2 separate regions of the Sus scrofa genome follow, and region 2 is linked to region 1. A link is a contact called in public promoter capture Hi-C data. All regions are on one chromosome and are shown on one strand. Each heading gives the region's core, a stretch centred on a gene start, on an enhancer-like site or on the middle of the called end of the contact. The rest is flanking DNA. Distances are from core to core; before and after follow the strand shown.

Region 1 (5,026 bases), core at 1,596-4,095:
AGCAGCAGCCCAGGTAAGAGATGAAGGGCAGGAAGGTGCAAAGGGGACCAGCTGGCCTGAAGGAAGTTAGAGAGGAGAGTGGCCTGGAGAGCCAGCCACAGCAGACACAGTGACACAGTGGCTTTGGGAGGTAGGGTCCGTCCAAGACTTCCAGGCCCTGGGCAGCAGCCTGAAGGGTTAAAACCATCCCCATCCTCTCAGCAATTAGGTGCTCAGAGGTAGGAACAGCTGTTGCCCCTGGATTAACCCTGATCCTTCCCACCCACCTGAGGATTAAGAGTCGAAGAACAAGAACAGACGGGGGGGGGGCAGTGAAAATGCAGGGGCTGGAAGGTGACCTCTGTAAGAAGGTGAGAGGAGGAGACGTGTGGCGATCCAGGCTCATCTTGGACCTTGGCTCAGCCGGGAGGGAGAGGGCAGGAGGAAGCCAGGTCCCCAGGGTGGGATCTGAAGATAGGGTTTAGCATCCACTACGTGTGGCCAGAAGTGCTCTAGGCGTTTGAGACACACAAGTCAACTCTTCCTCACAGTAGCCCTTTCTGATGGAGATGGACCTCACTCCACAGATAAGGGAACTCATCTGGAGAGAGAGGGGACGCCTCTAGGGGAGGGGCATCCAGACACTGTCCCTGGAGCTCAGCAGCTGTCAGAGAAGGGAAGCAGGACTAGAAGTTAATCGGAGGGTATCAGCACCCTTGGCAACTCTGCATCAGCCTGTGGGCCAACCGAGAGCTAGCCCGTCAGCACCATGGACAGGGCCCCCCTCGCCTCCCTCCTCCTGCCCGACCTGGACCTCTCAGGCCTGGGCTTCGTTGGCAGGCACCAGGCACTGCAGCAGCTCCCAGTGCCAAATTTTGGCCTCTTCACCCCCCAACACCCCAACCCCACTGCCTCACTCTTAGTGGCCTTGCTTGCGTCATCTCTCTGTCTTGTGCATGGAGCTGGGGCTGGACACCTGGATTCTGGGAAGAGGTGAGGGGTGAACCCAGCCCAAGTAGGGAAGCACCCCAGTTGGGTGCTGGTTGGAAATGGGGTCCAAGAGATCAGAGTGGGAGGACATAGGGGAGGAAACGACATTCAAAAAGAACCTACTGTGATGCAAGAGTCTGGGAAACCTGGGAGCCGCTTTCAGAATCCTTTCTGCTCCCACTCCTTCTCCTCCTGGTTCTGACCTTTAAGGACAGGATGTGGATAAATTTATCCCTGGGTGTTGAGTTGCAGCTACTGCAGTTAACTTGCTCAGGCCAAGTGCAGGGCTTGGGACCACTGCAGGAGTCTCCAAATGGCCTGGGGTACTGAGGGATCACACCTACACACAAGGCTGCTGGAACGGGGGCCAAGGTGGCCTCATGGCACTTACTGGTCATCAATGATGTGCTTGCAGGAGGTGGAAACAATGTAGCCAGCTGTGGAGGCCATGACGGCTTGGACGGAGGACACGAGCCTAGGGAGGAAGAGGGAGCCGTCGGTTGGGGAGAAGAGGCGCCCCTTGGCTTCTCCTCTTGATTGTCCAGTTACTGTGCTTCTCGGGTCACTCCCTGCCCATCTTTCCCCAAGGCTGCCTTGCCCGGGGCTCAGCCCCATTCAGACAGCAGTGAGCTCCTGGGTTCACCCCTTTCTCTGCCATCTTCCTCCCCTCAACTGCGGACCCTGAGTCGCCGTCCCCTCAGGAGGACACCAGGGAGGTCATCTTGAGGTGAGACGATGCTGAGAATGGGTGGCTGATGACAAAGCCCCTCCCGGGGAGGGGTGAGGTGGGGGGCACAGCAGAGCATGGCACAGGAAAGCCCCGGGCCTGTTCTTGCATCACGCAGCTGCCCAGTCATCATGCCGGTCATCCACGGGCTCCTGGGATGTCCCCAGTTGCCCCTGGCCACTTTCCCGCTCTCCGCTTGCCTGCCCCACGCTCCCCTCCCCACCTCCGGCCCCTATGCCAGGGCTGTGCGGAGTTCGTTCCACTGTTCACTCCTCTGTCCCTCTTTGCCCCAAACACATGCCTTGAATACTGCTCGACTCTCTCTGCCCCTTGTCTGGCTCCCTAACATCCTATGGGAATGTTGGAGGCACTTGCTGGCCCTGTTTTGGAGGGTGGGAGGGTGAATGGGAAAGGGAAGAAGAGCAGTCTGAACACTAGTAGACCAGATGGCTGGGTTTGGATGAGGTCTCCTGGGACGGCAGTGAGTAAGGCAGCGAGGAGAGAAGGAAGCTGGGAGGTAGAGCCCACCGACCACTCCGGGAGCCCCCAGACCCCACCAGGCCAAGGATCCACAGACGTGCTGGGGTCCCCTCCATCCCCAAAAAGCCTGGAAAGGGGAGAGGGGTGGAGGGGAAGGGACGCAGTTTACCTGGCGGAGACAATGACCGCGTCGGCCTCCTCCCAGCGCAGCTGGGGCAGCCGCTGGAGCGTGTTCTTGGAGAGGAGGAAGAGTCCGGGGAACACCACCCCCCAGCCACCATGGGGGTCAGCATGGTGGCTCGGGCCTCCGGCAGGGAGACGAGCGAGCGAGTGGCCGCGAAGGGACAGGGAGGCCGAGCTGAAGGGAGTTAGGGGTGGAGAAGGATGCCAGGCCAGGCAAGGAGAGAGAGAGAGAAAGGGGCACAAAGGGGACAGGGCGGGGACGGGATGGGGCTGGGGAGTCAGACCGAAGGACAGGCGAGCAAAAGGGAGTTAGATGAGACTGGGGACACGGGGAGAGACTGGGGAGGGGGGGGAATCCGAGAAAGGGAGCCCGAGAAAGCCAGTCAGAGGGTTGGGAGAGAGATGAGGAGGGAAGGACTTGGTGAGAGGACAGAGGGAGAGGGTACAGGAGGAGGAGGAGGAGGAGGAGGATGCGGATGGGGAGGGGAGGGAGAGCGGCAGGTTGGGGGGGTTACGCGGAGTGGCGGGGAGGGCCCGGGGAGGCGGGGTGGGGGGTGGGACTGTGGTGCCCGCTCTGAAAGGGAGGGCGGGAGGGAAGGGAGACAGAGGAGCGGCGGGGCCAGTGGTCAGCGGTCAGCACTGCTCTCCCGCCTCTCGCTGCCGCCACAGTTCCCGCTGCCGCCGCCGCCGCCGCCGCCGCCGCCGCCGCCCGGTCCAGAGGGCCCCGGAGGCTGCACAGGGCATTATAGAGAGTTCGTGCCCAGCCCCTGCCCCCTCTGGGGGGAGGGGGAGGGGACGTCACCAGCTGGGGGAGGGCGGGGGAGGGGGAGGGAAATGATGGCACCGACCAGACACCGAGGACCGGGACCTGCAGCGGCGTCTCCCCATGCAGCTCTGAGCCACGGCAGCGGCGGCAGCGGCTGCGACAGAGATGGGGGGGAACGGAGAAAGAGGGAGGGGGAGGCCCTTAAAGAGACAGCCGCTGCGGCACAGGGGGCTGCTGAGGACAAGGGTCAGGGGAGAGTCAGCTCTTTCACTTGGGGATGGAGGTGGCTGTTGGGAGCCCGGGAGGGGACTGACCCAGCACTTGGCATTTCTTCCTCTGCCAAGGCCTCCCAACACATGTCCCTCGGGGGCCTGTGTGCTTCCAGCTGAGGGTGGCCTCTCTGGTAGAAAGAGGATGCCCTGGAGGAGGGAGCAGGGGAAACTGGTACCTCCCGGTGTCTCTGAAGGATGCATGTCCTTAGGGCTCAGAGATCCCTAGGTCCTTCACCCCGATGGGAGAGAGGGGAACTCTGAGGTATACATGAGGTGCCTGTAGGTCCTGCCCTGGCTGCAAGTCAGTCCTACGAGCTTCTCTAACTCTTGTAACAGTACTGAGGGAATGGCACTTTTTACAGGTCAAAAAGTGTCCCCAGGCCTTCAGTGGCCCCAAGTTCTCAGAGTTGCGAAGATGCAAGAACCCTCTCATCCTGGGCGGCAGGGGTTAAAGAGAGTGGGAAGCTCTGCCTCCCTGAAAGCCCACCTCAAGCTGAGGATGGCCCTTTCCGTACCCGTGTCCTTGAGGCTATCCGGCCTCTCCCAGCCTGCCCTAAACCCTGGTCATTCTTTTTCTTCAGGTTTATTGTGCCCCTGGCTCCCCTTCCTCTGCAACTTCCTCTCCCCCTGGAAGAGGACCCTGGGGATTGGCTGATTCAAGCCCCTCATCCAGCTGCAAGGAAAGGAGGCCCAGTGACTTGGCCAAGGTCCTGCAGCAGGTCAGAGGCCCAGCCAGAACCACACTTGGCCTCTGCGCCGCTTCTCACCCTCTCACGCGGCCTCCCTGGAATCTGGCCTTCTCATCCTGCACCCAACTGCCCTGTAGACTTCTGCATGATGTGAGGTCCGACTACCCAGACTATCTTTGCTTTCAAAGCCTGCCTGAAGATAGGGTTCAACAGCAACCCTGTAATTTGCCTTTGCCTGACCAAAGCTCATGCCATCACTTTCCCAGCGGGCTGGGACTTGCGTTGTATGCTGCCCTCTAGTGGTGGACTGTGGGAACAGACCCTGAGAGGTCCCTGGCCTTAGGCAGCAGGAGTTAGGGAGACTTCTAGAGACAATAGCAGGCCTAGCTTCCTGATCTCAGGGCTTCACTCAAGGGAAGAAGGCACCCAATTTCCCCCCTTTTTTTTTTTTTTTTTTGCTTTTTAGGGCCTCACCTGCGGCATATGGAAGTTTCTAGGCTAAGGGTCGAATCAGAGCTACAGCCACAGCAACGCAGGATCCCAGTGGCATCTGTGACCTACACCTGAGCTCACTGGATTGCTGGATTGCTGGATTGCTGACCCACTGAGCGAGGCCAGAGTCAAACCTGAATCCTCATAGATACTAGTCAGATCTGTTTCTGCTGCGCCACAATGGGAACTCCGTGAGTATTTTCTATCTGCTAGGCTTGGGGTGAAGTGGTTTATGTTCGCTCTTATTTAATCTTCCCAGATGGTAGTATCTTTGTTTCATAGACAAGAAACTTAAGCTTAGAGGGTTTTGTTGACTGTTTGGTTTTTTGGGGTTTTTTTTTTTTTTGTTTGTTTGTTTGTTTTAGGGCTGCACCCGTGGCAGGTGGAAGTTCCCAGGGGCTGAATTGGAGCTGTAGCTGCCAGTCTACACCACAGCCATAGCAACACC
Region 2 (5,026 bases), core at 1,662-4,161, 190 kb before region 1:
CTATTGTGGCGCAGCAGGTTAGGGATACAGCATTGTCAGTGCAGCAGCTTGGGTTCCTCCTGTGGCGTGGGTTTAATCCCTGGCCCAGGAACCTCCACATGCCATGTGTGGCAAAAAAAACAACCCAACAAAAGAGAGTTAACTGGGGTTGAGGTGACTTGGGGAATCAGAAATCGAAGAACCAAATGGCTACCAGGGGGCCAAAAAGTAGCCTCGGCCGTGACTCCAGTTCACAATTCTTGCTTTCAGTTCAGGAGCAGGCAGCATCCCCAAATGCTGAGATCCACATCTTGAAGAAGAAAGGCCGGAAGAGAAAGGTGAGAGTAGCTGAAGCCTTAGGCTACATACACCTACATAGATCCCAGGGGAAGTAACAGGTGGTGAGCTTCGGTGGGAAGAGGGCTGGCCAGAGGGTTACTTGGTCTGTTTGAACCCTTGTCAGCTGTTTACAGCTCTTCCAAGTCGCTTCCCCTCTGGATGCAGCATGCCTCACAGGGCATTTCAGATGAAATGCAGTGAGATGAGTTTATCTAGCAGGATGGGTGTCCCTCACTTGTTACCTTTCTTCCTGGTGTCCCTCACCGTCAGTTGATAGCTACTTACTAGGTACAGTGTGTAGCCTGGGTCTTGCCCTCTACAAACTGCAGAGCCCACTTAGGGAAAGAGCCTAAACACTGGAAGACCTACCTAAAAACTGGGGTGACACTGGGGGGTTATCATTTCTTGAGCACCTTCTATGTGCTTATTCTTTTTAGAGATGAAGGCCCAGATTTAAGAGCTTGCTATGTATTTTACATTCATGAACTCATCTGATCATCACAGCAACTCTTTCACAAGTTGGATAAAATGAGAATCAGCCCAGAGAGTGGCCAGAGGGAAGGGTTCGGGGAATGGCAACTGAACAGGAGGGAAAGAGAGGCTGGGGAGGGCGGGGAGGTAGCTGCTGTTAGGCTTCTATCCTTGCAGAGTCCAAAGCAGTTTACCGCTGCAGGCTGAACAGCACTCTGTTGTCACTCACCTCCTGCCTAATAGCTGGAGTCCCTGGATGCCTCAGAGCCCGAGGAGAAGGCTGAGGATTGCTGGGAGCTACAGATCAGCCCGGAGCTACTGGCCCATGGGCGCCAAAAAATATTAGATCTGCTGAATGAAGGCTCAGCCCGGGATCTACGCAGCCTGCAGCGCATTGGCCAAAAGAAGGCCCAGCTCATCGTGGGCTGGAGGGAGCTCCATGGCCCCTTCAGCCAGGTAATGGCCCAGGGGGGAGTGGGGGTGGGAGGAGCCTGGCACTCCCTCGGCCCCTTCTCCATCACGGCTGTCCTGCCAGGTGGAGGACCTGGAACGCGTGGAGGGCATCTCCAGCAAACAGATGGAGTCGTTCCTGAAGGTGAGCTCACGGCTGAGCCCTTCCTCCCCTGGCCTGTGCCCGTCTCGGCCCTGACGCTGCTGCTCTCCCCTCCCCTCCTGTGTTGCAGGCGAACATCCTGGGTCTCGCCGCGGGCCAGCGCTGCGGCCCCTCCTGACTGCCAGCTCCCCTCTTCACTTTGCTTTTTTTTTTTTTTTTTTAAATCCTTGTGTAACCCACTTTCGTGTAAATACAGTTGTCATTCCTTTGCTTCAGCCTGATTCTTGGGGCTGCGGGGGTGGGGCCCGGGTATCACTGCCTTTGGGCCGGGCCACAGGCGCCGCGGGCTAACTTCTTTGGGCGCCATCTTTGGGAAAACACGAAGCAGCGCAGGATTGTAAATAAACCGCTGGAGAGAGGAGGCAGAAAGGACGGTGGCCGAGAGGAAACAAAAAGCTCCCGCGAAAACCCGAGGACGACGACCGTTAGGCGGGCGCGCGCTTAGCGATTGACCCCGCCCCGTTCGTACCCCTGGCGCGCGCTCCCCTATTCTCCCGCTCGGCAACGACGGCGAGTTTGCGCGCGTGCGCGCGAAATAACGGCCGCTGGCGGAGGGAGAAGGGGGGTGGAATCTTTGAGGGGGGGAAGAGAAGCCGCCCCGTCTCCCGCGCGCCCACCACCTGCGCCATCGTCAGCCAATCAGCGGCCGTCTCAGGGGTCTCGCGCTTGGGGCGACTCCGGCTGCCGGGTGGCTCCCCCGTCCCTCCTCCCGCCAGAGTCCCTCTCGTACCTTCCCCCTCCCGCTGGCCTCGCGCGCGCTCGCGCTCGCGCCCGCTCCAGCCTCTTGTGTGTCCTCGCGCCCCCCGCCCGCCCTCCCCGCGCGCAGTGTGCTCCGCTCCCCCACCCTCCTCCTCCTCCCCCCTCCCGCCCGCCCCGCGCGCCTCCTCCCCGGGTTCCCCCTCCCCCACCGCCGCCTCCTCCTCCTCCCGCCCCAGGGTGAGCGCGAGCCACCTCCCTCCCTCCCTCCGCCATGGATCCCGGCAACTGGAGCAGCTTCATCTTCCAGGTAACAACCCCCTCCCCCCGCCCCCACCCCCCTTCCCACACCCCTCCCGCCCGCCCTCCCTCCCGTCCCACCCCCCCCTCCGCGCGCCCGGTGCGCGCGCAGCTGTCCCCCTCCCTCCCTCGCGCCCTCCCCCGCCCTCCCCGAGGCGCCGGCTGGGCGCGCGCGCGGCGGGGCCGAGGCTGCTCCCTCGCTCCCCCCACCCCGCCCCGCCAGGCTCCAACCGCCGCCGCCGCCGCCGCCGCCCGGGCCCCCGCCCCCGGCCCCCGGCCCCGCGGGGCCTCCCGCCCCCACCCAGGGGGCGTCGCCGCCGCCGTCGCCGCCGCGTTCCGCGGCCCGCCAGGCGCCCTCCTTCCCTCCCTCCCGCCGGCCGGGGTGCGCGGGCGGCGGGGCGGCCCGCGGGCCATGCGTTCGGCGCGGCCCAGCCCGGCCGGCCGGGGGCGGCGCCCCGAGCCCGGGCCCCGCGCGGCCCGCGCCCCCGGCCCCCGCTGAGCCCCGGGGGCCCCGCCGTGGCCGAGGCCATGTTCCCCGTGTTCCCTTGCACGCTGCTGGCCCCCCCTTCCCCGTGCTGGGCCTGGACTCCCGGGGGGTGGGCGGCCTCATGAACTCCTTCCCGCCACCTCAGGGTCACGCCCAGAACCCCCTGCAGGTCGGGGCTGAGCTCCAGTCCCGCTTCTTTGCCTCCCAGGGCTGCGCCCAGAGTCCATTCCAGGTGAGTAGGGGCCGGCCGGGCCGGGAGGGCGCCGACTCGCGGCCGCGGCCCACACGGCGCCTTGTCTTCGCAGGCCGCGCCGGCGCCCCCACCCACGCCCCAGGCCCCGGCGGCCGAGCCCCTCCAGGTGGACTTGCTCCCGGTTCTCGCCGCCGCCCAGGAGTCCGCCGCGGCCGCGGCCGCCGCTGCTGCCGCCGCCGCCGCCGCCGCCGTTGCTGCTGCGCCCCCGGCCCCGGCCGCCGCCTCCACTGTGGACACAGCGGCTCTGAAGCAGCCCCCGGCGCCCCCTCCGCCGCCCCCGCCAGTGTCGGCGCCCGCCGCGGAGGCCGCGCCCCCTGTCTCTGCCGCCACCATCGCCGCAGCCGCGGCCACCGCCGTCGTAGCCCCAACCTCGACGGTCGCCGTGGCCCCGGTTGCATCTGCCTTGGAGAAGAAGACAAAGAGCAAGGGGCCCTACATCTGTGCTCTGTGCGCTAAGGAGTTCAAGAACGGCTACAACCTCCGGAGGCACGAGGCCATCCACACGGGAGCCAAAGCCGGCCGGGTCCCCTCGGGTGCTATGAAGATGCCCACCATGGTGCCCCTGAGCCTCCTGAGCGTGCCCCAGTTGAGCGGGGCAGGCGGGGGAGGGGGAGAAGCTGGTGCCGGCGGCGGAGCGGCCGCAGTGGCCGCCGGCGGCGTGGTCACCACGACCGCCTCGGGAAAGCGCATCCGGAAGAACCACGCCTGCGAGATGTGCGGCAAGGCCTTCCGCGACGTCTACCACCTGAACCGACACAAGCTGTCGCACTCGGACGAGAAGCCCTACCAGTGCCCGGTGTGCCAGCAGCGCTTCAAGCGCAAGGACCGCATGAGCTACCACGTGCGCTCACATGACGGCGCTGTGCACAAGCCCTACAACTGCTCCCACTGTGGCAAGAGCTTCTCCCGGTGTGCACAGGGCCTCGGCCGCCCACTGGGCGGGCGGGTGGGGAGGGAGGGCCGGCCTGCGATGGAGGTGGCCTGGCCTTGGCTGGTTGGGAGGGAGGGTGGCTTCCGAGGAGGAGGACAGGGAGCCACTCCCTGGGAGGAGGGAGAAAAGCCTCTCCTGGTTACCAGGGAGCAGGGGGTGGTACTTAGCAGAGGAGGTGGGTCCTTGGGTTGTAGGAGAGCTTCGCGTGGGAGGAGGACCAGGCAGCCCTGCGCGCGCGAGAGGAGGGATCTCCTGCCTGCCTGCCCGGGACTCTGAAGCCCTGGGCTTGAGAGGCATTGCAGGGACCTACGGAGAGGCCTGATGTACTAACAAGTTAGGCAGACGGGGTGGGGGGGCACCTCCACACTCAAGACCCCTAACCCCAGCCCCCACGTATCCCCAGGCCGGATCACCTCAACAGTCACGTCAGACAAGTGCACTCAACAGAACGGCCCTTCAAATGTGAGGTAGGAAGCCCGCCCCCCACCCCCGTCCTGGTTTTCATGATTTTGATCCTCATTGTAGTTGTCTGAGTTCAGCCTCTCAGACCCCCTTTTTCTCTCTCTTCTTTTTGCTTTTTCACTCCATTTTCTCATCCCTTCTTCAAGGCCTGGTCATCTCACTCCCATTTCCTACAGATCAAAGGTCCCCAAGGCTCTGATTCCTTTAACCTCTTGCCCCCCTCTCCCCACTCCCCAAAGCTTTAACTCTCCTGACACCCCCCACGCCCCTCCCCCCTCCCCAGAAATGTGAGGCAGCTTTTGCTACGAAGGATCGGCTGCGGGCCCACACAGTACGACACGAGGAGAAGGTGCCATGTCATGTGTGTGGCAAGATGTTGAGCTCGGCTTATATTTCGGACCACATGAAGGTTCACAGCCAGGGCCCTCACCATGTCTGTGAGCTCTGCAACAAAGGTACATGCTGAGAGATGTCGGGAGGGCCAGGGACAAAGGG

The links. Promoter capture Hi-C pulls out the DNA fragments that hold promoters and counts their contacts.
Region 2: a promoter capture Hi-C map of fetal skeletal muscle shows a contact between it and region 1, with 5 times the contacts expected there. The contact joins the promoter of MAZ here to the promoter of FAM57B in region 1. A contact is called at or near these places in 3 of 5 promoter capture datasets (fetal liver, fetal skeletal muscle and liver), 2 of 47 Hi-C or Micro-C datasets (embryonic fibroblasts and skeletal muscle) and 2 of 2 datasets of contacts at active chromatin or transcription factors (alveolar macrophages and skeletal muscle).

What each region holds. Positions count from the first base shown.
Region 1 is chr3:18,228,571-18,233,596 of Sscrofa11.1, forward strand. FAM57B (protein FAM57B) reads right to left here and starts at 2,846. Exons shown (of 7, transcript XM_021088005.1): 1 at 2,445-2,846; 2 at 2,346-2,442; 3 at 1,361-1,444. The coding sequence starts at 2,469. LOC110260082 reads right to left here. Exons shown (of 4, transcript XM_021088012.1): 4 at 2,903-3,090. The coding sequence ends at 2,986. It overlaps LOC110260083 (a long non-coding RNA gene), which reads left to right. Exons shown (of 8, transcript XR_002342905.1): 3 at 1,385-1,696; 4 at 3,979-4,116.
Region 2 is chr3:18,040,121-18,045,146 of Sscrofa11.1, forward strand. MAZ (myc-associated zinc finger protein) reads left to right here and starts at 2,912. Exons shown (of 7, transcript XM_003354553.4): 1 at 2,912-2,954; 2 at 2,957-3,117; 3 at 3,191-4,047; 4 at 4,473-4,536; 5 at 4,815-4,986. The coding sequence starts at 2,927. It overlaps KIF22 (kinesin family member 22), which reads left to right. Exons shown (of 14, transcript NM_001243019.1): 11 at 250-317; 12 at 1,033-1,245; 13 at 1,325-1,384; 14 at 1,473-1,612. The coding sequence ends at 1,520.